6 separate regions of the Mus musculus genome follow, and all the other regions are linked to region 1. The links are chromatin contacts, called in public ChIA-PET, HiChIP or PLAC-seq and promoter capture Hi-C maps. All regions are on one chromosome and are shown on one strand. Each heading gives the region's core, a stretch centred on a gene start, on an enhancer-like site or on the middle of the called end of the contact. The rest is flanking DNA. Distances are from core to core; before and after follow the strand shown.

Region 1 (3,214 bases), core at 190-2,689:
CACCGGGCAAGCAACCCAAAGGTTTCCTATCTTCCTAAACGCTTCCCCACTGATTAATTGAAAAGTAATATGTTGATAATTGCATGCAGGTGAAAAGATCACCACCCTACACATTGGGAAAGCCTTAAAGGGTTATTAAAATTAATTATTTCCTTCAATCGAGTAAGATCTGTGACACTCAAACGCACTTCTGGCTTTTCACTATAAGTGATTCTCAAAAAGGTTTGAAAAAGCCCAGTGTCGTGACAAGTTAACAAAAAGTCGGAACTAGAACGCTCCTGGGAACTTGATCACATTCCTTACTCTTTTCCAATCAACAGTTTTTAGTGAACTTGAAAAATACTGGGGAGGGTCTTTGGCAAGGAATTCAACAATATGCAACTCTGGAGACATCAGCGAAGTGTACGGAAACCAAGCGCGGAGAAAATGCTGCTTTTGTTCAGAGGCCGCCTGCGATAAAAACAGGAACTTTACAGAGAAGCTGATCTCCACAGCACATTCGCCTGACCACATGCCCACAGCCGGCATTGAGGTCCTCATTGTTATCCAAGGCACTTCTCTTGTAACAGAGCCCAGATTTAGTCCATGTTTGAAATTATCTACACAAACCCAACCCTCCCTGTACCAATCCATTGTCAAAAGAAAGAGGGTGCCGGCCAGGATTTGCATGTACCCGGTAGCCACCTCTACAAAGACTCCAAAAGGTGACCAGATAGGAAAACCTAGACTGAATGCAGGTGGCAAGAAAAGCCTGCTGCTCCCAAGGACAGAGGCGGTCTAGAGGCAGCGGATCGGGGGGTCTCTGGGTTAGCGCCACCGCTTCCGACCTCCCTCGGACCCTCAATGGCTCCCCCGCTCCTTTCTCACGCCTGTCACTGGTGAGGCACCTCGCATTGTTAGAGAAGCAGGAAGACGTGCAGCTGCGGCGTCCCCCTGCGCCTCGTTCTGAAGCCGGAGCGAGGGGACAGGCGAGCGGCCCTTCGGGAGCAAGGCAGCAGAGGGGCAAGGTGTCAGCCGGAGGGCGCAGCTTTGTCTCCAGCTGACCCGTCCCCGGGTCCTGCGGGGCCCCCCAGGGACAACAATGAAAGCCCAGCCGCGCTTCGCGGGTGGGGAGCGGCGAGCCCCGCCAGCCCAGCCGCCCACAGGCCGCCGCCCGCTCGCCCGCTCGCCCGGCCCGCCGCGCGCTCGCCTACCCTCAGACAGCTCCAGCTCCAGCTCAGCCAGCTGCGCCCGCACCTCGGGGGGCAGCGCGGCCACCGCGGCCGGCGACGGCTCCAGGCCTCGCTCCGCCATCGCGGCTGCGCCAGCCACACTCCGGAAGACGAGAGGGGGCCGAAGGAGGGACGGACTGACGCGGGCCCACACCCCGGCTACAGGATCCGGCTCCAGCCGCCGAGAGCCGCCGGCGCTGCCGCTGCCGCCGCCGCCGCCGCCGCCATGAGCGAGGGTCACGTGAGCGTGCGGCCCCGCCCCCCGGCCTGGAGCTCGTCCCGCCCCGGAGACGCAGGACGGGCGTGGCTACAGCGCCCTCTACCGCGGATCTTGGAGAGCGCAGGCTGCCGTCGCCTGCTCTGCTCTCCTTGGGAAGATGCGGCACCTGCTGCATATGACGCCTACCTTCCACAAACTCTCAAGCAAGAGGACTCCGGGACGTTGCCCTTACTTCTTCCAGTCCCTCTCACTCGGGAGAGCATGCATCTGTCATGTCTTTTCCCCCATTTTCCCTGATGGACCTGCCTACAGGCCACATCCTTCATCTACCCCAGATTCTGGATTATGCCTGCCAACAACTCTTTGATTTCTTTTTCGGTGCTTCTTGTAATCCCAGCACTCAGGAGGTGGAAACCGGAGGATCTGAAGTTCAAGGTCATTCTCTCCTCAGTGAGAGCCAGCCTGGGCTACATGAGACCTGTCTCAAAACACAAGAAAAAAGATCACAGTCGAACTTGCTTCATCTTGCCTTGACTCCTAAAGACTTATAAAAAGAACTTCTGTGGGAATAGGGGTTGGGGACATGGTTTCATTGTTACAATCGCTGGCTGCTTCTGCAGAAGGCCTAAGCTCAGTTCTCAGCACTGGGCGTCTAATGCCAGCTTGAGGACCTCTGCAGACCTCTACACACACGGCTACATACACCGCATTCGGTATAATGGTGCACGCCTTTTATCCCAGCACACAAGAGGCAGAAGCAGGCTAATCTCTGAGTTTGAGGCCAGCCTGGTCTACATAGTGAATTCCTATTCAGCCAGGGCTACACAGTTAAGACCCTGTCTGGAGGAGCGAGGAACGGAGAGGGGAGGGGGAGGAGAGGAAGAGGAAGAGGAAGAGGAAGGGGAAGAGGAAGGGGAAGGGGAAGAAGAGGAGGAGGAGGAGGAGGAGGAGGAGGAGGAAGAAGAAGAAGAAGAAGAAGAAGAAGAAGAAGAAGAAGAAGAAGAAGAAGAAGAAGAAGAAGAAGAAGAAGAAGAAGAAAGAAAGAAAGAAAGAAAGACATCTCTTTATGCAGTCTTGCCTGACCTGGAACTCTCTACTCAACCGACAAAGGACAAAGATCCACTTTCATCTGCCTCCTTGCTGAGTGTTGGAATCAAAGACGTGCCCTAGCTTGATGGGGAGTTGGGGATAGCTTTTTTTTTTTTTTTTTTAGCCACCTCAGTATGTAACCTATATGTAGTCCAAAAGTACTCATTCTAGTTTAGTATATATAAGGAAGGCCAAAAAAAAAAAATCCCTGTATTCTTTTTCCCCTCTTTTATTATTATTATTTTCTTTATTTACATTTCAAATTTTACATTCCTGTATTCTTACCAAAAACTATTAAGATCTTTATTTTACATTGTAACTTTTGTGTTTAGTATTGAAATTTTGTCACAGGGAGACAACTGATTTATGATTTTTTTCCCCACTGTGTGCATGGGGGGGGGGGGGGTGGCACACACAGCCTGAGGGGATCCTAGTGTCTCTTTCTTTCCAAGGTGCTCCAAAATGGAAGCTGGGGATGTTAGAAGCAGGGAGCCCAGGAGTCAATCCCCAACATTACATAAACTGAGGAGCTAAATTCAAAATCAGTCTGCTCTGTCTCGAGTTCTAGGCGGGCCAGGACTCATAGAGAGATGTTATCTCAAAGCCACCATAAAGGAAAGAAGGAGGGAGGGAGGGAAAGAAGCGTGAGCTCAAAGCTGCTTAGGGGCAAGACGTTGAGATTACCTCTGAACTG
Region 2 (3,214 bases), core at 279-2,778, 460 kb before region 1:
ACTGGAATTCATAGCACTTTTTCAAAGCCGCTCAGTGTCTCAGCTCCAAAGGTGAGAGAACATTGTAGCCAGTCGCGCTGGCTTTATATTTTCCTGGTCATATGCAAAAATGTACTGGGATTTAGAACTTATGGCGCTTTTTTCATGAAAAGATTTGAATAGCACACACACACACACACACACACACACACACACCCTACATAAAGTTTAATCCTGTCGTGCATCCACCTAGCCAATAAATACTCACTGTGCTCCTAAATGTCAAATAACCAGATTTTAAAAACCTGGTATTGAGAATACAATAAATAAACAACTCTTCAATTCAAGTTCCATGGAATCCAGTCAAGACAGAAGACTAAAAAACAACAAATACAAGTGGTAGTGATGCCAAGGAAATAAAGAGACCAAAAGAAGCAGTTATTTCAAATCATGGCTCTCATTCCAGTACTTAAGAAGCTAAAGCAGGCTTTTAAAATGGGAGGCAGGCAGATCTTGGGGTTCAAGGCCAGCCTGGTCTACAGAGGGAGTTCCAGGACAGCCAACGCCACAGAGAAACCCTGTCTCAAATAAACAAATTCAAAACCATCTTGAGCTAAAAAGACCCTGTTCAAAACCAAACGGTGTGTGTGTGTGTGTGTGTGTGTGTGTGTGTGTATGTGTGTGTGTGTGTAATGTATTACCTCTCTAATATGAAGACCTGAATAGTTACTAACTGAACCAACGTATGGCTGGTTGGCATAAGATTGTAAAGGTAAGCCGGGCGTGGTGGCACACGCCTTTAATCCCAGCACTTGGGAGGCAGAGGCAGGCAGATTTCTGAGTTTGAGGCCAGCCTTGTCTACAAAGTGAGTTCCAGGACAGCCAGAGCTATAACTTTTTGGTCCATATTTTGCCCACTTTAAAGATGAACTGCAAAACTGTGATTATCAGAGACAATAATTAAAAAAAGAAAAGAAAAGAAAAATTTAAGAATGTGAAGAAATCAGCCCGTATAGTGGCGCACGCCGTTATCCAGCATTCAGGACGCAGAGGCAGGTGGATCTCTTCAGTTCGAGGCCAGCCTGGAATAGTGTGAGTTCCAGGGCAGCCAGAGCCATGTAGAGAGACCCCGTTTGGGGTGGGAAAAATGTTGAAATCGATCCATCATATAAATAGATAGGTCATTGCTCATAATTTCTCTTATAAATTAGGCCAGCTGCAGCAAGTCATATGGGACAACCCCGTGAGAATCACGTTCCCCAGGCATGGGGTGAGGTTCTGGTGCGAGGAAGTGTAGCCGAGGATCCGCAGCCTCCCGCTTCAAGGCGGGCAACTGCCCTACAGGCGCTCTCCGGGGTCCGCCGCGAATGTTCCAGGGTGGGCGAGGGCTTTTGGGCACTGGCCGCCTCCAACTCCCGGCATGCCTTGGGTGTGGGCCAAGTGTAGACTCCATTTCCCAGGCTGCCCCGGGCCTCGGCCGCGACGCGCCGGCGCCTATAAGAGGCAGAGCGCTGCAGCCGGAGCCTATTGTTAGCCGGAGCCGGGACGGTTCTGGTCTTCGCTGCCCGGGGAGCCAGAGTGCAGAGCCGCCCGACCCCCGCCGCCTGCCGGCCGGCCCACACACCCTGCAGCCCCGAGAGCCACGCGACGGGCCTGGGAGCCGGCACGCCTCGGTCTCCCCTCCTTGCACACGGGCTGAGTAGGCAGCGGGGGCGGCGGAGACCGTGACGGGAGAAGCGGCTGCGGCGGGGCCGGTAATGGGCCTGGGGTGCGGGGAGGAGGGGTCCGCCTCGTCCTTGCCTGGCAGCAGTTCTCGGGCAGCCGTGGAGCAGCGCTCCGGCGCCGAGCTGTGCGGACTAAGGAGGCGGGGGGCGGGGAGCCGAGGCGCCTCTGGGAAGAGGCGTGAGAGCTAGGGGCGCCGGGGACGCGGGTCGGGCTGCAGGCTAGCTCGAGGGATGGATGGGCGGCTTGGAAGCCGGCTGGATTGCGGCTGACGGCTGAGTTCGGAATGGAGTGGGCAGTGATGTAGGATGGAGGGAAGTGAAGGAAGGGGAGGGGGCCTGGAGGAAAATGTGGGAGGAGTGGTTGGGAATTTGTGAGTAGCAGGCAGGAGGATGTGGAAGGCTGTGGGGACTGCAGAAGATGGAAATGAGCGGGAAGGTTAGCGGGAATCCATGGGTTGAGAGCGGAAGGGTTCTTCAGCGGTGCTGAGGGGAACTGGTGACTTGGCATGTCCCTTCTGCTCTGATTCCCGATGTCTCCCATTTTTTCTGGCGTTGTGTGCAAAAATGAGAGCATCACTTGTCCCGGGTGCTAGCTTGATCCTTTTCGCAGGCCTAAACACGCAGCCGCCTGCCATCCATCCTTTGAGTGCTATGGTCTTGATTCACCCTTTTAGAAGGGTTGAGAGTGACAGTGTGACACAGAAACCATTCTTCAGTATGAAAGGTTAGAAGTTATCCCCAAGAGATGACACTGTTCCCCGTGTCCTCCAGTTTTCGTGGTTAGAACCCCAGCCGATTCACATTCTCCTTTTCTTTGGTGGCTTTAAATTTTACAGATATCCAAAACCAGGGTGTTGGTGTGTGGGAGAGTTATAAATGGCGATATCCTTCCGAGGAGAGTTAATGCGGCATCATGTTCCAGGTCTCTCACAAAGCTCTGTGTCTTCTAGGATGTGGCTTTAATGTAGGAAGCCGAATTCTAACCTAAACGGGGACAACCTGGGGAGTAGAGGAGGGAAGGGGCCTTCTTTAAATACCTAGCTTAAGGAGGAGGTTTACACCGAGTGTCTTCCCACTTCCACGATCTTGGGGATCGCAAGGACACGTAGAGCCATAAGATAGTATTTGCGAATCACCCACAGTATCTTAGAAAGGGGGAACAAGGTAGGGCATCGTACTCAAGTGTTACAGTGTTGCGGTATAACAGGAGCCTCGCTGCCCCAGAGTGTCTGGTAGTCTTCACAGTCCTATAAGAGGTTCCTTGACCTTTGGCAGAATATTGGGTTTGAGTTGGGTGGAAAGATTGTCCCCTGTGTTAGGGTTTTGGAGTCATTTAGGAAAAAGATTCACATTACCCAAGCTTTACAAGAATTCTCTGTGTCCAGAGTTTCCCCTGAACTGTGTTTGTTGTTGATGATTTTGGGGTCAGTGCTCCTCTGCATAGCACTGTCTGTCTTGGAATCCACTGTGTAGCCCTGGCTGGCCTGGAACTCACAGAGATTCACCTGACT
Region 3 (3,214 bases), core at 307-2,806, 440 kb after region 1:
TCTCTTACCCCAATGAGGTGGCCCAGTGCCACAGAGGTTCCAATCATGGCAGCTGGGGACGCCAAGGTCTGCCGGCCATCCATGGAAGCAAAGACACAGAGCACCAGCTGCAGCGTCAGAACCAGCTCCACGGCCACCGCCTGGCCAGTTGATGTGCTGTTGTGGACCTTAGCAGAGAGGATTGCACTGGAGTGGACTTGGGCTCTGAGCACAGGACAGTGAGACTCCCTAGTCCTTCCTACTCTCCCCGGCTGAGGGCTGATGCAGGACCCTAAGGAGGTCTGTGGGGTCTGTGCAGCCGGCTCGCATTGCATCCGGATGCCTGCTCCCCGTGCAAGTGCCTGACACGTCTCCCACTCTCCCATTGAGTGAGGCCCGCGGTTCAACGGTGCCTCAGAAGTTAAGGAGTGATGAAAAAGCTTGAGGGAAGAATGGAGGGGCTGCGGGTAGAGGTGGAAGCAGATGGAGCAAAGATGATGAGAGGAGTGAAGCAGGCCTCGGAAACAGAGAAACCAGCAGGATACACAGAGAGAGTACAAGGCCAGTTAGGTAGGGCTCTCCCTCTCCCTCTCCCTCTCCCTCTCCCTCTCCCTCTCCCTCTCCCTCTCCCTCTCCCTCTCCTTCTCTCTCTCTCCTCTCCCTCTCCCTCTCCCTCTCCCTCTCCCTCTCCCTCTCCCTCTCCCTCTCCCTCTCCCTCTCAAGCCCAGCTTGGCTCCTCGCTGACAGCTCTTAGCTGCCCCTGATTCCCTCCCCTTCGTATTGTCTCGGTGTCCCATCTGTTTATCACACCATGTTGCCATTTCTGTCTGGCCTAGGTGAATGCTTAAATGGGAGAGGAACCCGGGGCAGCTCAGAATAGCTACATTGTTTCCTCCTGTCTGGCCTCCCACCGTGACCATCTGACTCCCTCAGGTGCCCTATCATCTGCCACATGACTGGGCCTCTTTGCACCTACCACGTTGACCCCAAGGGTCTCTCGAATACCTCCTGGAGTTACCCCGTAAAGAAGAGCAGCCCCAGCTGTGGCCCCAGCCAGCTGCGCAGCGATATAGGCCATAGCCCGAGGCAGAGAGATATGGGATCCCACGAGGTAGGCCAGGGTCACAGCAGGGTTGGCGTGGGCCCCGCTGGTCTTCCAGGAGATCTGCACGGCTGTGGCTGTGGCCAGATTGAAGGTGATGGCGATCTGGAGCACAGAGGGAAGCGCCACAGGCCAGGGCAGAACAGAGCCCACACCAAAGAAAACGTACAGCCCCGTGGCCAGGAACTCAGCAAAAAGCGCCTTGCTGATGGCGGTCCAAAGCCCGCCAACCAGAAGGTAAGCCCTGCTACACAGCCCTGGCTCCATGTCTTGTCACCTGCTTGCCTTCAGGTCTGCTGCCTCTTCTCCCTGATTCGTTCTGTTCCCTCAGGTCTCTTGACCCCTCCCCAGCTCTCCTGGCCTCCCTTTCTGTGGCAGCTTCCCCAGCCAGCTAAGGTGCCCCCAGCACACTGCTGGCCTTAGAAACAAGCTGCTCAGATTCATGGGGAGCCAGCTGATGGCATTGTGCGTGTCTGGGGGTGGGAGGTTCAGAGTGCTCACGTGTCTGTTCCAGCTCGGGGCTCACCTGACAGGAGGGGGCCAGGCCAGTAAGGAGGAACACTGGGCACTGAGCTGGAACCTCCCGGGACTGGCTGCCAAAAGAAGTCTAGCCTGGGACTTGGGGACTTGGGGAGTGGAAGTCAGATCCCTAATGTCAGCTTAGAGACCAGCAAGATCATGGAGAAACCCACATCCAAGGCCTGCTGCAGGGGTGCCTGTGTGCTAATTGCCTAGTCTCTTCTTCTTAAATGGTGGGGTGTATTCTGTGCCCCATAAGCCCAGGTGCGAAATTAAGTTCTTTCCACCATTCCCCCGTAAAACATGGCATCCAGGTCTCAGGCACGGGCAATCAACTTGATTGAGGATGTGGTCCTGGTGGTGTGGAAAGGAGCTGGGGTTCACCACACGGATGCTCAAACCATGATAGCTGCTGCATGTGGCCCGAACAGTTCTGCTGTCCGCCGGTGGGGGATCCCCTGTGCTTTTTCCCTCACTTCCTGCCTCTCTGCCTCCCTTCGGGACCTTGTTCTCAGAGCCCCCCACCCCCATGATTTATTACATCAGATGGGTTATCTACTTATATAGCTATGTCATCCTAAAGTGTCACCGTGCCTCTTCCCCAGTAGCATCAGATTTCTCAAACAGAGGTGTTCCCTCTGTGGAGCTGCCCAAGCAATACCTGCATCCTGCCCTAACCCTGGCTGCACCTGGTTAACTGCAGGCTCCTCAAACAGAGTCTGTCCCCAAATGCCACCCTCCCTGTCTCCCACACTTCTCTCCAGCGCAGTTGGTGGCACCCAAGAAGTGTCTTTGACCCCTTTCCAGAGGAAGGCATCGAACTCTGCTAGTTTTGAATCCCGAGTGGTCCCGGCTGGGCTCTCCTCCTCACCGTGCAGCCTTTAGCCGGTCCGCCCTCACTTTGCCCTCCTCAGTCCTCCACACTGCGGTCTGAATGATGCTTTGTTTTGTTTTGTTTTTTAAAGCAGTGCTCAGCCGGCTGCTGTCCTGCTGCAGTCTCTGCCACCCTCTTTGGAGGTCTAAGCCAGAATGACAAGGTCCTGTGGGGCCCCATTCCTCCTGCCTCCCTCGTCCTTCTTCCTTTGTCCCCTGGCATCCTGGGATGAACATCCTGCCATCTCCACCCCCACCCCCACCCCTTCATGGAGAGCCTTCTGTACTCTTCGCCTGAACCTCTTAACCCATCCTGGAGGACAGCTTCCAGCGCCACCTGCTCTGTCCTAAGGCCATCTCTGTGTGTTGCCGCCATACCTAAAGCCTTTCCATGTACAAGTCAGCACACTCCTGCCACGGTGTTACTATGTCTCCCAAACAAGGTGATCAGCCCTCAGGGGGAGGAATCACATTTTGTTCTATATATAGTGTCCTGCACAGAGACTGCCTACGAGAGAGACCCAGTAATGAGAGCAGGTGACTGTGTGGTTGGTTTCAATCTCATTCCGCTATTTCTACGGCTGCCCTCCTGCCCCCTCGTAGGACCAAACCCTCTGACATCTTCAAGGGAAAGCTCCAATTCTGGACCACGGGCTCTACTGTACCCTCCCCATCGCAGTCACAGTCAGACCCCTCCCTCTCCCAGTCTGTCCTGGATTTCCCTTGCTCTCCTCAGAGGAA
Region 4 (3,214 bases), core at 383-2,882, 390 kb after region 1:
ACAAGGATGTCTGAAAGGCCCCGAGAGTCAGACATTGTTTCCACTTATAGATGCCTGAGCCAAAGCACAGCACGTGGAAGGCCCTACAAAAGTAACTAGAAGAATCAGAAAACGATGAGGTAACTCACACAGAGGAGGAAGGGAGCTAGAAATTATAGCAAAAGCACACAGAGGCAGGCAGCATAGACTCCTTTGAAGAAAGCATTAAAATAATAATAATAATAATTCAAGTTGCCCAAAGGACAGATAGGACTTAGTCAAATGAAGTTGGGGGAATGGGCAGGAAGGATGTTTGGGGCAGACGGAACAGCAAGAGTTCTGCAAGCGCTGGATGCTAAGAGTAGCTTGGTGCACTTCAGGACCTGTAGACAGGAGGGAGTCAGGAGGGGCAGCTGGAGAGCCCGGAAGCCCAGGTTAGGGGAGCCCTGTTAAAGACCCTGATCTTTTTTTAAGGAGGAGAAGTGAAACGGTTAATGGTTTTCAGCAAGGAAGAGCCATGGTTGGATCTGATTTTTTGTTTGTTTTAGGCTGGTGTGAAACTAAGTAGCAGAGGCTGGTCTTAATCCCTCAGCCTCCACGCCCTAAGTGCTGGGGTTTCGGGTGTGTGCCACCACACCCACCCAGAACTGCCTTTGAAAATACCACGGTTGTAAAGAGTTCGAGGAAGGGCTCAGTTCCCTTGGTGGTTAGACTTCTGAGGCAGGCCAGGCTGGCCTTGAACTTACAGAAATCTGCTTCTGCTGTGCTGGGGTTAAAGGGGTGTACCTGGATCACTGTTTCTAGTAAACTCTAGCTAGCCAGTATTTTGTCAAGTTGCTAGTAGCCACACCTACCAGTAATTAGTAAATTCAGGAAGGAAGGGACACCAACACAGAGACATAACAAAAAAAGGAACAGAAACATTGGGAACACACTAATAGATTAAGATGAATAGTTTGCTGGTGTACGTAAAAGGCATTTCTGATGTTGGGTCCAGATCTTTCAAAGTTTCAAAGCCTCTGTACCAATACGACGCCAAATTTTAAGTGCCACTTATTAAATGGAATTATAACACTTCATTTTGCATTTCTATTTGTTTTCTTGAGCTGTCTTCCCCCATTCATAGCTACTGGAAAGCAGAGACCACATGATCGGTATTTTTTTCTGATTCCTAGCAGAGTGCTTGCTATGAAGTTGGCATACTTACTGTGCATCAAATAGAAGTCTGAATGAATGCGTGAATGAATGGAGGGATAATTATAGCTCAGTAAATATGGTTAAAATGATTGCTGCTCTGTCTCCTTCTGGAATTCTTCCTATTCTACAGTGAGACCCGAAAACTATTCAGTTATTAGTTTCCAAGGGTCCTATTTGACTGCGTGGGGAAACAGGAGGCAAGAAATAATATGCAATTAGTCAACAGGTCATTAGGATAATTGCAAGAAAGGAAGCTGGAGCCTGGAATGTGAGTCCTACACGGGCCACGAAACACCCACTACTCCCGCAAAATTGTGTGTGTGCCCTTAGTCAAAATGGCCGCCTTTCGGGCGTCTCGCTAATGTAATGCGCATGCCCATTCCGTTTTGCGCCCGCCCCCTGGCCCTGACACTTGCGTCTTCGTGATTATGAGCTCCTCTGTGATTGGCTGGTGCGTGATTTTGAACCGGATCTGGCGGCGCGGTTTTACACTGCCGTTAGTGAGGCGCGTCGCTGGTAGACAGCAGCCCTCCTGGGGCGCGGCGGCCGGAGAGTGAGCGCCGCGGGCCGGACGGGGTTGCGTGTGCGCGGGGCCGGGAGCCTCGGTAAGCCGGTCGAGGTCGCGAGCGAGCGAGCGAGCGGGCGGCGGGGAGGCGGGCGAGGGGAGGGGGCGGCGGGACCCGGCTGCTCTCGGCGTGGCGCTCCTTGCAAAGTCGGGGCGTCCTTTTGAGGCGTGGCCGGCCGGGTGCGGGTGTGGTTCCCTCAAGGTGGTCTTGGCGAGCCCCAGTGCCGGGCGTGGGAATGGCGGGGAGAGCCCCCTCATACCCTTTTCCGAGGAACAGTCTCTTTTGAGGGAGAAATCAGGTGTTTGGGGAACCCGGCGGCCTGACGTGGAGAGCCTCTACCTTCTAGGCTGTCTCCCACAAGGCTCATTAGAACATCCCTAGTTGTGGAGAGTTGGAATGTTGCAAATTCGGAGCCTATCTCGGGTGATTTTTTTTTTCCAGGCCCCCCCCCCTTTTAATAATTTATTGCCCACCTCTGTCACTGACCTACCTACTGTTCTGTGATTTGCATGTGAAACCCTTTGGGGTGTATTAATTTATATGAACAGCTTCCACCAACAGAAAAGCTAAGACTTGTTCTTAACTATAAAACGTAGTGAGAATGGTTATATCACAACGTAGTATTTTGGTATTCTGGATTCATGTTCACTAGCCAGGGTCACTTATATTTGGCTCACTCATTTCCCTTGGAATGAGAGCTTTGTTTTTGTGCCTCAGAAAGAGAGGAAGAAAGAGAGGAAGAGGGGGAGAGACTGACTGCAGTACTCCCAATAGTGTATCGGAAGGTTATTGGATTTACTGTTTACCTTTTAAAGTTCTATCACTCCTAAATAAACTGGACTCCGTGTATGTGTGGTAGTGTCTTATGTAGCCCAGGCTGGCCTCTTGTAGCCAAGGATAACCTTGGACTTCTGAGCCTCCTGTCCTTGGAGTGCTGGGATTACAGGCATTACAGGATAACTTGGAGATTACATGTGTGATCTGCCATTCTCAGTATTTGCTGTGTTGAGGACAGAAACCAGGGGCTTGTCATGCTAGAGAGACATGGTATCAGCTGAGCTACAGGCCAGCACAATTGTACATGTAATTTCACGTAAGACTGTCTTCTACTAACCTTTAAAACCTCTGTGGACTGATGAGGCTGCATGTCAGGCTGCCAGGGTGCAGTAAAGATAGGGACTCTTATGCTGTGTTAGACTTCAGTGCTGTCTGCTGGTCAACTTGGCTTTTGGGTTGATGAAAGGTAGGTGTGTGTTTGTTTCTGTTTTTATTTCTATTCTGAGACAGGGTTTTGCTGTGTGTAACAGCTCTGTATGTCCTGGAACTCTGTAGACCAGGCTGGCCTGGAACTCACAGAGATCTGCCTACCTCTATGTCTCCTAAGCACTGGGATTCAAGGTGTGTGCTGCCATTCTCCGGGTGAAAGGTAATTCAGGCCAAAATTTCATCTGATAGTCACAAGGAGGTGTCTG
Region 5 (3,214 bases), core at 515-3,014, 380 kb before region 1:
ATTTCTGTTTTGCTGCCTCGGGACTTTTTCTTTTCTGTCGGGTACTAAGTTCTGGTTCTGCCCATTTTGCTCCCCTGCCTGGAGATCACTGATTGACTAGCTAATGGCCGCCCTTGGCTCCTTCAGATCTGGAGGGAGAGACCAGGTGGCGTTTTCACCTTTACTTTGAAGTCTTATAATCACTTCAGTGTGGCACGTACTGAGTGGAAAATGGATGTGGGCTGTCAAGGCTTCGGGTTAATTGGTTCCACCTCCCTTCTCACAGGGACAGAGTCCTCTGCTCATCTACAGTGGAGTGAGTCCCTGAACCCCAGCTTCAACTCCCAGGGGAGTGGCCTCCAGACAAAAGGCTTTACTACATTACCGCCAGGGCACCCACTGCCCGCCTCCACGTCCTGCCCTGCCGAATGGCACATAAATGAAATCTCAGAAGAAAACTTTTAACTCAATTAATTTTTACTAATAACTAGGAGTGGCAGAAATACAATTCCTCCTTCTCATGGCCGGTCAAAGATGAAATTTGATTATGCTTTGAAGGGTGCGGTTTGAAATTTTTCCCTCAGTGTTGACCTACCTTAAGTGTTCTCTCTAGCCAAGGGGAGGCGTACTCCTCTGCATATATAGAGGCTGCGCTGCTCTGAAAAGCCAAACCAGTCCTGCACCATGGGGAAGAAGCAGCCAAGGGCGGCAGCAGCTGCTCCCAACTGTGAGCTAAGTAAGTGGCCACAGCCCAGGGACGCTGGCCAGCCGAGGAGCACACCTGGACGCTGACACAAACAGATCTCGCCCCTTTCTTTTCTAGATGCAGCGGAAGGTCCCAGAAGAAAGGTTCTGGGCTCGAAGGCATTTAAGAAGCCTTTCTCCAACGCCACGGATGAGCTGGAGAGGCGGCCAAGATTAATTTGTAGTTTCTCTTCTTTCAGGTGACGATTCTGTATGAAGAGCAGCAGCCCCAGCCAGGGGCCTTTCTGTTTGCTTTTGCTGTCATTTTTTTTTTTTTTTTAAAGTTTCCATCTTTAGGGTTTACCCTTTCTTCCTATCTCCGTTCTTACCAAATAATGAACATTTCTCCCGGCAGTTTCTATATGAAGAAAACAGGGCTGTCATCTATACTGTTGTAGGGGAAATCGAGAAGTCCTTTTCGGTGGCAACTTGGGGCGGGGGGTTGTCAGGTCATAAAACTGCGAAGAGGTGAGGCTGAGGCCGGGGATGGAGTGGGACTGTTTTGGGGGCAGGCAGGATAAAATGTGTGGAGAAGAGACAGAGCCAGGTGGGATCACTGTGAGTCTTGGGAGTAGGACGACGGGTGCAGCCGAACTGGCTCCACTGGTCGAAGTTTCTCGGTTCCTCCCAGGCGTGGGGTGTTCTTGGCGCGTCAGTGGGCACCGAGCAGTGGCTCAAGAAGCTAATAGGGACTGCCATGGCGCCTTAGGATCGAGTGTAGCTGTTTCTCGGAGTTATCATCTCTTAGGAGGAAAAAGGCGTGTAGCTGCCTAAAAGGAAGTGGCGGGAACTATGACAAAAATGTATATGTCCCGAGCATTCCGGGGATGGGAGTTGCCAATATAAGAACGCCGAAGGTTTGAACTGCGAGGACCGTGGCGCGCCCGGCGGAATCACGCCTCCGGATCAGCCCCGCCCCCGCTCAGGCCCCGCCCCCAGGCAGCTCGGATGGGCGGAGCCTCCGTTCCCGGTCCGCCGGCCACGCAATCCCGCAGCTGCAGGAGTCCAGCCAATCAGGAGAGGGGGGCTCCCGCCCGGCCGGCCAATCACGGGAGGGCAGGAGGTTGACTGGGTCGCCGCTGGCTCCTGGGATATGGAGTCGCCGGCGCGGCGTGTGTGGAGGTGGCGGAGCCGGTAAGCCGGGGTGCTGGCAGGGTCAGGGGTTACGGCGGCCCGCTGTGCGCGGGCGTGCGAGGGGGCTCGGACGGCGACCTACGGGGCTGGAGCAGCCTGCGGGGAGGGCGCAGCGGCGAGCCCGGGGAGGGAACCCGGTATCCCGAGGAGACCGGGAGGGCTCCCGGCTCAGCATAGGCGCCGACGATCACGGGCCTCGGCTCTTCACCGCCACCCGGGACACCGGACCACCCTTCCGCGGCCGGCCGGCCGGGGGGTGCGACCGCAGTGCCCTCCCGGAGCCCCGGGTGCCCTGCAGCGCAGCGCCCTGTCAGCCCAGCGGCTGCGGGAGCTGCGCGGTCTGCCCGAAGGCCTCAGGCCTCGCGGTTGAGTGCTGCTCGGTTGTCCGGCTGTGTGTGCAGCCTGGGACCCTGCGCCTTCCAAGGCCTCGTTCAGGGACACTTGCACGCGATGGATACTCCCCTTCTCAGCGGCGTCCTAGGCCGGGTAGTTTGCAAACTCATTTGTTTGATATTCCACCTTTGGATTCTTTGTCCGTTTCTTGGATACATCATATTTGGAAGGGCATCCTCAGAAGTAGAGTTTCCGCTGTATAAAATGGAGACACTCGGTTATCCCTTGGTTTTCAACGGTGTGATTTAAGGCAGCAAAAGCAAAATATGGGAGAAGAGCTGGTGAGGGCCGGTGGGCATCCGAGAGCTTCCATGTGACCCGTGGGGAAACCACGGGAAACTGTCCACGTTGTCCACCGTGGCATTCTCCACCCTGACCAAGTCTCCTTACTTCTTGGCTGTGTTAACTTTTGGTTCAGGCTCCTTAAGCTTTCCTGCGGTCCACACTTAAAGGTGGGGTGGGGGGATGGGGTGGTGGTGGTGGTGGTGGTGAAGGTTGGGTCTGTCAGGGCTGTTGGTGTTGTTAGTTAATACAGGTAAAGTGCTTAGGGCAGTCTCCTGCTGACCGGTATTTTTTTTTTTTAAATTACTGCTTGCTTGTGCCTGCTGTTTCCTTAAAGACTTTAACCTTCTCAGTAGTCTTTGCCCTGAGTCCCCTGGGCTATTGCCAAAGGTCCTCCAGGCAAGGCTTTCTAGCCATACTGTTAGTCTGCAAGTGCATCTAATTACAGGTGAAGAGATGCAAGGTGCTGACAGTACCTTCTTACTCTTTGTCTTTTTGAGACTAGATCTGGCTACCTCTCGTTAACTGGCCTTGAACTTGCAGTGTAGACCAAATTGTCCTCTAGCTTACAGTGATCCTCCTGCCTCTGCTGAGATCACAGACTTTTACCACTCAAACTTGGCTTCTGCTGAGTTTATTGAATGGGGTGGTTAAGTAACGTTTTAGGCTGTTTCCTGCAGTA
Region 6 (3,214 bases), core at 398-2,897, 370 kb before region 1:
AGCATGGTGGTTTTGTGTTGTGGTTTTTCTTCTCGATTCTCCTAGGCTGGTTGGTTGGTCAGTCAGTCATCAGTCAGTCAGTAAGTCTGTCTCTGTGTATGTCTGTCTAACTGACTGTCACTCTCCCTCTCTGTAGCTTGGGATGTTCTTGAACCCTTGGTCATCCTGCTGGATCCCAAGTGTTGGTGGTGTAGGCGTGGCCACCATGTGTGATAAATTTTTACCAATGTTTTAGAAGATTTTGCTGTTTTATAATTCCCTTTAGTTTCTTTTTCTTTGTGCACATTTACTAGGTAATGTGACAGGACACTTTTTGTATTTAGTATCAGCAGGCTTTCTAGCGCCAGTAAACCAACACTAACTCAGTTTGCCTTTCCACTCATCTGCTGGTCCAGAGCTAGTTTCCTTGTTTGCTGTTTTCTGTCTATTCTGAACGTTTACTCTGATCACTTTTAAAAAGAGACTTATTTTTATTTTGTAAGATTGTATGTATGTATGTATGTATTTCTGTATGTGCATATGAGTGTGGCTGTCTGCAGAGGTTCAAAGGCTGGAGGTGGGGTGGGTGGAGGCTGGACCCTTGAAGGAATTGTGAGCTGCCAGACATGGGTGCTGGGAGCTGGTGTTTAGTCTTTTCATCTTCTGCAAGAGCAGTACATGCTTTTAGCCACGGAGCCATCTTTCTAAGCCAAGCCCCTTCAATACCTTTTTCACTTTTTGTGTGTTGTTATTAAATTCAAGATGATAAAGTCTGTCCCGTGTTTGTTTTATAGTCATAGTTATGGGCGAGTTAGAGGCTTTAATTTCTCATTTCTCTCTTGACTCCCATTTTGAGCATATTTGTATATTTATTTTCCTCTGTAGCTTTTTAGCTTGTTTTTAGGCAAGAGAGTAAGTGGGAAATGATGAATAGAAACCCCATTCTTCTCCTGAAGAGCTGGGTTGGCTCCCTGACCCTGCTTCACAGTCTCCCACAGGAAGTACTTTTCTACTCTGTGGCTGTGTAGGGCTGAGTTCTGGGAGTTCTCCAGTCTGTGACAAAAATCTGAATTCTGAACGGAGAAAGTTCTTATCAGAACCACTCTTTGTTTTGTAGGTCCCACGGATCATCCTGTGGCTGATGGTGGAGTTGGCAATCATTGGTTCTGACATGCAGGAAGTCATTGGCTCAGCCATCGCCATCAATCTCCTGTCTGCAGGAAGGTGGGGGTGGGACTTCCCTCTAGAACATTGTCAGTACTAAGCTGGGTTCCAAAGCCAGAGTGGAAATGAAAAGCCAACCCTTTAGTGTTCAAGGTTCAACTAGTCTGGAGCCGCCTTATCTCCCAGCAGACGTAGCATGCATCTTCCATTCCCTGGCTGGGTTGTATGCACTTCTATTTAAATGGAGGATGCAGCGTTCTGTGGCACAGTTAATTATTTGCAAGGCTGCTTATTCCACTGCACAGTGAGGTCCTTCTGCATATGATGTGTGCTTTTCAGCTGTGTCCCACACATCTGACACAGCAAGCTCTCAGGGAGAGCTCCAGTGGATGGGCTTCAGCAGCTGCCGCCTCTCAGCCACTGTTGCTCCTCCTCAGGACCTAGCTTTCCCTGGTGTTTGGTGTTGGACAGGGTGTGAAGAAATCGTCCCTGGGTTTTTAGTCTCTCTTCTTGTCTCTAACCCAGGGTCCCCCTGTGGGGCGGAGTCCTCATCACCATCGCAGACACTTTTGTGTTTCTTTTTTTGGACAAATATGGTAAGGCCTGGGGCAGGTGGGTGAGTCCCAGCCGGCAGCTTCGGCCACACGGCTGTGGGGAGGACTGGCCTCCCTGCTCACTTCTGCACTTCCCCCTCAGGCTTGCGGAAGCTGGAAGCGTTTTTTGGCTTTCTCATCACTATCATGGCCCTCACGTTTGGATATGAGGCAAGTGCTGCAGGCTGTTGGTTAACTGTTTAAAACAAAGCTTCATTTTGTCTCATTTGTAATCTTTTATTATAAAAGCAATAATGGCAGAATCAGCAAAAAGCCAGGTACTTCTGGGCTGCTCTGGAAGGGATATAGTCTATGGCAAGGATTCATGTGCAAGAAGGCCTGAGGAGACTTTTTGGGGCATCAGAAATGACTAGACTCCACAGAACCTTTCAGGAGTGCAGTTTTTGGTCCGAGGTTAGCCACCCTGACATAGAACAGCTTTAGAGTGGGTAACGAGGAGGCTGTGGGGTCATTGCTGACTGCCAGCTCAAAGACACTCTGTTTGTGCTTACCTTGGCCAAAATTAATCACAGCCTGACTTTCCTGTATTAAAGCAGTGATGGTGAGCTGGACAGGGCGGTGCACACCTTTTCTGCTCAGGAGCTGGGACAGCCTGGTCTCTGAGTGTGAGGCCAACTTGATCTACCTGGAGAGTTGGATCCAGGGCAGCCAGGGCGCAGAGTAAGACAAGAAACTATTGATGAGGTATAGGTGACAATGATTTTCTTGGCTTGTTCCTTACCCATCCCTAGGGATCAATACCATTATTTGTACCCTTTTTAATGTCCAGTTGTTATAAACTGGTTTTTACATATGGGCCTGCTTAGACATTAAACAGATATCTAGTCTGTGAGGTTAGTTTTCCCAGATTGTCCCAAGAGAATTCTAGCCTGTCTTTCAAGAGGAATCCTGACCCAAGAGGAAGTTGGAGTGAGCAGTGCTCGGGAACAACCTGAGCCCCACCCCTGCACACCCATGTGCTCAGAGACAACCTGCCCCCTCTTCCCGGCACCCGTGTGCTCGGAGACAACCCACTCCCACATCCTCACAGCAGGCAGCATCGCTGACTTCCAGATGGGCAGAGAAGAGCAGCGTGGGGTAGACCTGGACTGTAGTTGCTGGGCCTGTGTCGGCAGCTACAGTGATGCAGATAACGGCAGCCAGACCTTCCCTAGCTCCTTACCTCAGAACACTGTGTTCTCTGCACATCTTCACTGTACTTTTTAAAGTGTAATGTAACATATTCAGAAAATACAGGACTGTATTTTCCTCTGAGCCCCATATTAGTTATCTTTGTGTAATTGTAACCAAAATACTGTGGAAAATAACAGGAGGAGGGAAGGTCTGTTTAGCTAGGGTTTCGGAGGGCTTGGTCTGGCCTGTAGTTCCTTGGGCAGATGTGTGTGGGAGACTCTACCTCAGTGCAGACAGGAAGCAGGGCATGGCTTGCCCCCATTGACCTACATCTAGGTAGGCTA

What was found. Promoter capture Hi-C pulls out the DNA fragments that hold promoters and counts their contacts. ChIA-PET counts read pairs in DNA pulled down with a chosen protein or histone mark. HiChIP or PLAC-seq counts read pairs in DNA pulled down with a chosen protein or histone mark.
Region 2: an RNA polymerase II HiChIP or PLAC-seq map of embryonic stem cells shows a contact between it and region 1, with 26 times the contacts expected there. The contact joins the promoter of Csrnp2 here to the promoter of Dip2b in region 1. A contact is called at or near these places in 13 of 39 promoter capture datasets (the 3T3-L1 cell line, 3T3-L1-derived adipocytes, the C10 cell line and 8 more), 6 of 115 datasets of contacts at active chromatin or transcription factors (the NIH/3T3 cell line, embryonic forebrain, embryonic limb bud and 3 more) and 1 of 9 other capture datasets (embryonic stem cells).
Region 3: a promoter capture Hi-C map of the SN4741 cell line shows a contact between it and region 1, with 2.9 times the contacts expected there. The contact joins the promoter of Aqp6 here to the promoter of Dip2b in region 1. A contact is called at or near these places in 4 of 39 promoter capture datasets (the SN4741 cell line, embryonic stem cells, hippocampal neurons and 1 more), 1 of 15 datasets of contacts at CTCF or cohesin (embryonic stem cells), 2 of 484 Hi-C or Micro-C datasets (the N1E-115 cell line and embryonic stem cells) and 2 of 115 datasets of contacts at active chromatin or transcription factors (embryonic stem cells and microglia).
Region 4: an RNA polymerase II ChIA-PET map of memory CD8 T cells shows a contact between it and region 1, with 11 read pairs. The contact joins the promoter of Racgap1 here to the promoter of Dip2b in region 1. A contact is called at or near these places in 1 of 39 promoter capture datasets (hippocampal neurons) and 1 of 115 datasets of contacts at active chromatin or transcription factors (memory CD8 T cells).
Region 5: a contact with region 1 is called in an H3K27ac HiChIP or PLAC-seq map of embryonic stem cells, with 3 times the contacts expected there. The contact joins the promoter of Slc11a2 here to the promoter of Dip2b in region 1. A contact is called at or near these places in 13 of 39 promoter capture datasets (the 3T3-L1 cell line, 3T3-L1-derived adipocytes, cranial neural crest and 8 more), 6 of 484 Hi-C or Micro-C datasets (CD8 T cells, cardiomyocytes, embryonic stem cells and 1 more), 21 of 115 datasets of contacts at active chromatin or transcription factors (the 230-238 cell line, craniofacial prominence, effector CD8 T cells and 11 more) and 4 of 9 other capture datasets (adipose tissue, embryonic stem cells, liver and 1 more).
Region 6: an H3K27ac HiChIP or PLAC-seq map of microglia shows a contact between it and region 1, with 6 times the contacts expected there. The contact joins the enhancer-like site here to the promoter of Dip2b in region 1. A contact is called at or near these places in 8 of 39 promoter capture datasets (the 3T3-L1 cell line, the C10 cell line, embryonic stem cells and 4 more), 3 of 484 Hi-C or Micro-C datasets (the G1E-ER4 cell line, the HPC-7 cell line and muscle stem cells), 11 of 115 datasets of contacts at active chromatin or transcription factors (embryonic basal ganglia, embryonic forebrain, embryonic stem cells and 6 more) and 4 of 9 other capture datasets (adipose tissue, embryonic stem cells, liver and 1 more).

What each region holds. Positions count from the first base shown.
Region 1 is chr15:100,036,889-100,040,102 of GRCm38.p6, reverse strand. It overlaps Dip2b (disco interacting protein 2 homolog B), which reads right to left and starts at 1,439. Exons shown (of 38, transcript NM_001159361.2): 1 at 1,194-1,439. The coding sequence starts at 1,293.
Region 2 is chr15:100,493,553-100,496,766 of GRCm38.p6, reverse strand. Csrnp2 (cysteine-serine-rich nuclear protein 2) reads left to right here and starts at 1,528. Exons shown (of 5, transcript NM_153407.2): 1 at 1,528-1,733.
Region 3 is chr15:99,599,542-99,602,755 of GRCm38.p6, reverse strand. It overlaps Aqp6 (aquaporin 6), which reads right to left and starts at 1,556. Exons shown (of 5, transcript NM_175087.5): 1 at 956-1,556; 2 at 9-167. The coding sequence starts at 1,348. Gm34765 (a long non-coding RNA gene) reads left to right here and starts at 1,214. Exons shown (of 5, transcript XR_875660.2): 1 at 1,214-1,318.
Region 4 is chr15:99,650,074-99,653,287 of GRCm38.p6, reverse strand. It overlaps Racgap1 (Rac GTPase-activating protein 1), which reads left to right and starts at 1,632. Exons shown (of 17, transcript NM_001253808.1): 1 at 1,632-1,781.
Region 5 is chr15:100,421,605-100,424,818 of GRCm38.p6, reverse strand. Slc11a2 (solute carrier family 11 (proton-coupled divalent metal ion transporters), member 2) reads left to right here and starts at 1,764. Exons shown (of 17, transcript NM_008732.2): 1 at 1,764-1,857. Gm5475 (predicted gene 5475) reads right to left here and starts at 1,626. Exons shown (of 3, transcript NR_040351.1): 1 at 575-1,626.
Region 6 is chr15:100,404,269-100,407,482 of GRCm38.p6, reverse strand. It overlaps Slc11a2 (solute carrier family 11 (proton-coupled divalent metal ion transporters), member 2), which reads left to right. Exons shown (of 17, transcript NM_008732.2): 6 at 1,097-1,203; 7 at 1,669-1,739; 8 at 1,840-1,907. Among named protein-coding and RNA genes, the nearest start is that of Slc11a2, 17 kb to the left of the region's middle. Within about 2 kb of position 1,647, at least 25 of the 459 cell types and tissues checked have an H3K27ac peak or open chromatin away from gene starts, as enhancers often do. A contact at or near this core is called in the G1E-ER4 cell line and microglia, where this site is marked.